Linked DNA regions of Mus musculus: region 2 is linked to region 1. Evidence: chromatin contacts called from public HiChIP or PLAC-seq data. All regions are on one chromosome and are shown on one strand. Each heading gives the region's core, a stretch centred on a gene start, on an enhancer-like site or on the middle of the called end of the contact. The rest is flanking DNA. Distances are from core to core; before and after follow the strand shown.

Evidence for each region. HiChIP or PLAC-seq counts read pairs in DNA pulled down with a chosen protein or histone mark.
Region 2: a BATF HiChIP or PLAC-seq map of CD8 T cells shows a contact between it and region 1, with 8 read pairs. The contact joins two enhancer-like sites. A contact is called at or near these places in 1 of 115 datasets of contacts at active chromatin or transcription factors (CD8 T cells) and 1 of 9 other capture datasets (liver).

Annotation. Positions count from the first base shown.
Region 1 is chr15:64,074,351-64,077,050 of GRCm38.p6, forward strand. No RefSeq gene overlaps it. Among named protein-coding and RNA genes, the nearest start is that of Cyrib, 15 kb to the left of the region's middle. Within about 2 kb of position 1,446, at least 112 of the 459 cell types and tissues checked have an H3K27ac peak or open chromatin away from gene starts, as enhancers often do. A contact at or near this core is called in CD8 T cells, where this site is marked.
Region 2 is chr15:64,204,795-64,207,494 of GRCm38.p6, forward strand. All of the region lies in intron 4 of Asap1 (ArfGAP with SH3 domain, ankyrin repeat and PH domain1), which reads right to left. Among named protein-coding and RNA genes, the nearest start is that of Gm20717, 110 kb to the left of the region's middle. Within about 2 kb of position 1,302, at least 34 of the 459 cell types and tissues checked have an H3K27ac peak or open chromatin away from gene starts, as enhancers often do. A contact at or near this core is called in CD8 T cells, where this site is marked.

The DNA of each region.
Region 1 (2,700 bases), core at 196-2,695:
AGCAGCCCACCACTTTGCTTCCCCAGGGCACAGGGAAGGGCAGGGAGCTGACTGGAGGGGCTATTCAGAGGGAGGAGTCCCAGCTCCCAACGTTGTTGCATTGATTAATTTCAAGTGAGCAGCCAGGCAAAAACTGAGAGCCCCTTCTCCCTCTCCTTCTACCGGGCTGGGTGGAAGGTGGGCTCTTCGGTGTTGGAGGACCTGCAGCGTAAACTGGCATTAAGCACACAGGCACACACAGGTGCTCTCTGTGATACCAAGACATGGACAGAGCTTGCCATCCCTGTGTCCGGTTGAAGAAAGTAAATGTGGGAGATGGGAAGGCTTGTTCAAGGTCATGCATCTGGCTAGGTCCCCAAGAAGTGTCAGAGCCAGACTCTACTCCCCCTCAGCCCACTATTCTGTGTAGGTGGTCCCCACATCTGGGCCCCTTTTCTGTGACTGCTAAGGATGCTCCTTCTCAATGGTCCTTCCTTCCTAACAGGGTGCGACAAATAGAATTACGTTTTTTCCATTTATGTTTGGTTTTGTTGAGATGGGGACTTATACTCTAACCCAGGCCAGCCTCACACTTACTATGGAAGTCTAGGAAATCCTCCTGCCTCAGCCTCCTCACTGTTAGGCTTACAGTTTATTTATACCAAGGCCAACCAATGCCAACTGGACTAGAGATTCTGGAACGTTCTGTTGGGCCATCAGGAAGAATCTGCTTCTCCAGGATTCTTCTATACAGTTAGGGTAAGAGGGAGGGGCAGGGTTCAGTGGCCCCGCCTACTTGAAGATTTCGATTGAGGTTTCACCCTGTGCTCGTTCAGGCCAGCGCTTGCTGATGGGCAGGCATACTTGACATCCATTAGGAGCTTGCTAACTGAGATGCGGAAGCACTGATAGAACACTAAGAGGGTAGGGAAGAGGTAAGGCCAACAGACACTCCATGGTAAGGTAGAGGCTGGAAAGGGCTGTGAGCGACCTGACACTGTGGGCCCAGGAGAATCTGGAGAGGCCAGAGCTCAGGCGCCAGCCACTTCCGCCTCAGCTTGTCTCTTTTCATTCACATGCACACGCTGTTTCCAGTAAGTTAAAAAAAAAAAGTGTGAATGTCACCTTACAAAGAACAATTGTAACCATCTACTCAGAAAGCCCCTGGGAGGCTTTCTGGTATAAGAAGTAGGAACCCTTACAGACTCAGCTTGCATCCTCTAACACCCGGAGACTCGGAAGTCCCTACAGTTTACCCGCTCAGGGTTTCCATCTCCTGGATGGCCATACTGGGTTAGTTAGTGGACCAATCCACTCAAGTGAACAGTTGAACTTATTGTTTGGCAGGGGCAAGAATGGCCTCATCTTGGCTCTGAGCCCAACTCTATGGCATCAGTGGAACTCTGCCCTGCTGGAGGTGTGTGAGCAGGGGCATCCTGCCTGCCCCGGAGATGATGAGCTGCCCAGACACCAGTACTTCTGCCTTGATACCACGACTCTGAAACTGACTCAGAGTGGGGAGGGGGTTTACCACCAGGACCTGAGGACCAAAGAAGAGGAACTTGAAGAGTTTCATTTTTACTCTTAAATCCACAGAGCTCACTAACTCTTACGAGAGCACGCCTGTGGCGGATGAATCAACTTATTACAGGAAGTCAGGGTCTGAACCTCCAGAGACTTCGCTCTAGGTCTGGTGTCCTAGCCCTTCCCCCAAACCCCTCTACCCAGATTGCTTTGAAGCCTGACTTAGGAAACAGCACAGCCATTCATTGTCAGCATGGTGGGCTCAGGCTCAAGGGCCCTGTGGGCATAGGATAGCTAGTCTAGGAACCCTTAAAAGTGTGGTGACAGACACTTCACAGGAGACTAAGAAATCCTTCCTGGGATCAAAAGGCCATTTTCCCTGGCTAGGAAAGACTAACGTGTGACTTTCCTTTGGTTTCAGTGGACAGAAAATCTCATAGGCAGTCCATATAAGTGGAAAAGACCATCTCTAACTTAATAATATATGAAAAATATGATATCTCCCCATTATCCCTCCTTATCGCTTTGGGAGATCAGGTTCAAGTTAATCCCAGCAAAGTCTAGGAGAAACCAAGCATACCTTGCAGGGATGGGGTATAGGACTAAGGGGGCTGTGCTGGGATGCTGGCACATCCCAGAAAAAAAAGAGCAAGAGAGAGCAGGTTCTTACTGGGCCTCAACTTTACTCCAGAGCAGATGCAAGTCTATATTTTATTTTAAAAGTGTTGGTAAAGAACCAGGAAGCATACAAGAGCTGGTCTAAGCCCCCTCCCTGACACATATAGAGCAGAAGACTGCCTGGTCTGGGCTCAGTGGGAGAAGATGCACCTAACCCTTGAGAGACTTGAGGCCCCAGGGAGTGGGGAGGCCTGGCGGGGAGAGGGGGGCATTCTCTTGGAGACAGAGAGAGGAAGAATGGGATGAGGAACTGTGGAAGGGAGGATGGGGAGGAGGGCAATGACTAGACTGTAAAAAAAAAGTAATTAAAAAAAAACTGTTGGTAAAGGGGCTAGGGAGATGGCTTAGTTAGTAACTGAGCTCAGGTCCCCAACACCCAGGTAAAAAACTAGGCATGGCCACAGGTAGCCATACCCCTAGTGCTTACAGGTGATGACAGGTGAGTTCTTAGAGCTTGCTGAGCAGTTAGTCTAGCCAAACAGTGAATGTCCCGTGCAATGATACTATTTCAAACGGAAA
Region 2 (2,700 bases), core at 52-2,551, 130 kb after region 1:
TGAAATCACAGGGAATTATGTTAGCACTTCATTCAGAAGAAGGGAGTTTCTAAGTCCGGGTCACACTCAAGAAGGGGGAACTATGCTTGATCTTTGTTAAAAAAGAAAAAAATCAAAAAAATTTAACAGACTTTAAACCCTTAGGAAAGGGTCAGTTATTTTAAATGAATTACCAAAAGTAAAGGGGGCGGGGGAGATAGGAGCTGCACAGACTAAATCACAGATTAATAAATTAAGGCTTTAAAAACAGAAGGAAGAGAAAAATGCCTAGGATTGCTTTCTCAGGTTTTGAGTTTTGCATGTATTTTTAAGTACTCTAATACACGTCAAAGATAAGAGAGAAAAATTTCCAAAATGATTTCCAAACTTAAGGTCTTCCATGAAGATAATGTTTTTCAAAAAATATTTTTTTATTCTACATTGTTCAGTAATCAGTATTGTCAAAGCTTATGTGTTTAAAAAAAAAGAACACATTTTATAAACATGATCCTTCATAATTGCTGAGTACTTTTCAAATCATTTTAGGAAGGTGAATGGTTGGTAATCTCCAATCAGAAATACAAAAATGTTTCTTAAATCTCTAAGCATTATTGAATGGGATTTCTGTCTCTTAAGCGCTGTAAGAAAACAAGGAAATTATGAAAACACATTGGGAAAGATTCCCAATGTTTGGCCTCTTATGGCTTCTCAGGATGAGGCCAAAGTCACTGGGATAGTGACAGTTTGGACTGCACTTTGAGTATATCATGGAAAGATATAAACCACTTCTGTTTTCCTAACTGTACTTCTAAAAGATTAAATGTCACCTCTAAAGGATTAAGTGTCATTGTGCTGCCCAAATCCCCTGGTTAAAAAAAAAAGCTCACTGTATTATCTTGGTTTATGACTACAAAGGCAGCACTAGGTCCCAGTAGCCCATGAGGAGACCCAAGCCATCTGTGTTTACCTCTACACTTCCTACCACAAGTACAACTTCTATGTGATCCCCATCACAGAACCACAAGGTCAACCCACAGGTCACACTAGCCACAGATTACATTTGAGTGACTCCCTCACTAATGTTCATGGTAAGCAGGTACTTACAGCCACTGGAAGGCAGCTTCCCAATGAAGAACCTATCCGGTCAACATACAACAGGCAACTTATGATATACTTAGTGAGCCCTGTCACACAGCAGGTGAAGGTGATGAAAACAGTGTGTGTAATGAGCAAGGCTCATCTTCCTCCCAAGTGTGGTACTCTGGGTAAGTTGTCTGGCTAAGCTCCAGTTTCATCATCTGAGACATGGGCTTGTTTGACTTAGTCTAGAGGATAGCATCAGTGCTTAGTGGCCATGTTCTCTGAGAGGCAGTCCTTTAGCACTCTGTCATACTACATTAGATCCCCAGAATCTCTTTCTGCAGTCAAATATTGTCCTTGAGCTTAACAAGTGTGGCAAAGCTACAGTTTTCTTTTTTTGAAACCTGTGTATAGTGTATACAGTATAGAGTCTAGCAGTATATATGTGCCATTCTTCATTTATGAATCCCGTTCATTTAATGTTTTTCTAAATCCCAGTAAGGCTCCTGAGCATCATCTTATACACTGTAAGTGTATTTTATTGTCACCTCACAGCATGAAAACTAAGGTAGCATTTGAGACATCAGAGTAAGCTTAACCATATGAACACCACTCATGTGAGAAGCTAAACAAAACAGAACAAAACGGAATCAGTCCCTCAAATGGATGCCTGTGGCTTTTCTGGTTACTCTCAAAAAGCCACTCCCTACAAAAGGCCCACCACATTTCAGGGGTTTACCAGAATGAAGTCAGAGACAGAAGTTGTAAATTAGGTTTCAACAACATCCAGGCACTCCAGACTGAGACAACTGTCATTGCTGATCTGAGATGTTACATCTGTGGTCAACTAAATTCCAAACATCTGGGCACACCTGTGAGGACTCCTTTTTGGGTCACCTGAGGTGACAAGACCCACCTGAAGTCCGGCCACATCTGCTGGCGCCAGCCCATATAAAAGACCGTGGAGGAGGGAGCTTCTGCTTCCTGCCGGTGTGCCCTGGCTTTCCATGGAAAGGGTCATCCGCCCTGCTGCTGAGGGGTCCTTCACAGGTATTAGACCCTACTTCTATATTCAAACAGAGCAGAGACATCCAGCCTCATGACCTAAACAACTACAGGGTTCTTGGCATTGCCATCAAGAGACAACCATTGTCGAGCTGGATTTACTGATTTTCCACAATATAATACAGAAATTAGGCACACTAAGTCCCCTCAACAACTCTTTAATACCACCACAAACTGGAAGCCACTCTAATAAGTCCCTATTAATATAAACATATTTTTATATTATGTTTATATGAAACATAAATGTTTTTATTCATTCTATCAGTTTTGTTGATTAAAAATCAAACCTGGACTTATCAAACAGTCATTAACTTATCTGTGTTATTTAAATAAATATCTTATAATCTTCTTGAAGTCAGAGAAATGACATAGTGGCATAAAACATGATGATAATATTGTACAATGTTCTAAGGAGTGGGGAGGGGCTGACAGGAACAAGCTCCCCCTCAGACTAGTGAGTCTAAGCTCTCACGGGGGATGGGGTAGGCAGGGAAGGGCCTGGGGTCAGTTTCTGCCTTGTTCACATTCCTTTCAGCTCTATAGCTGTACAATAATAACACTAAGAACCCTGAACTT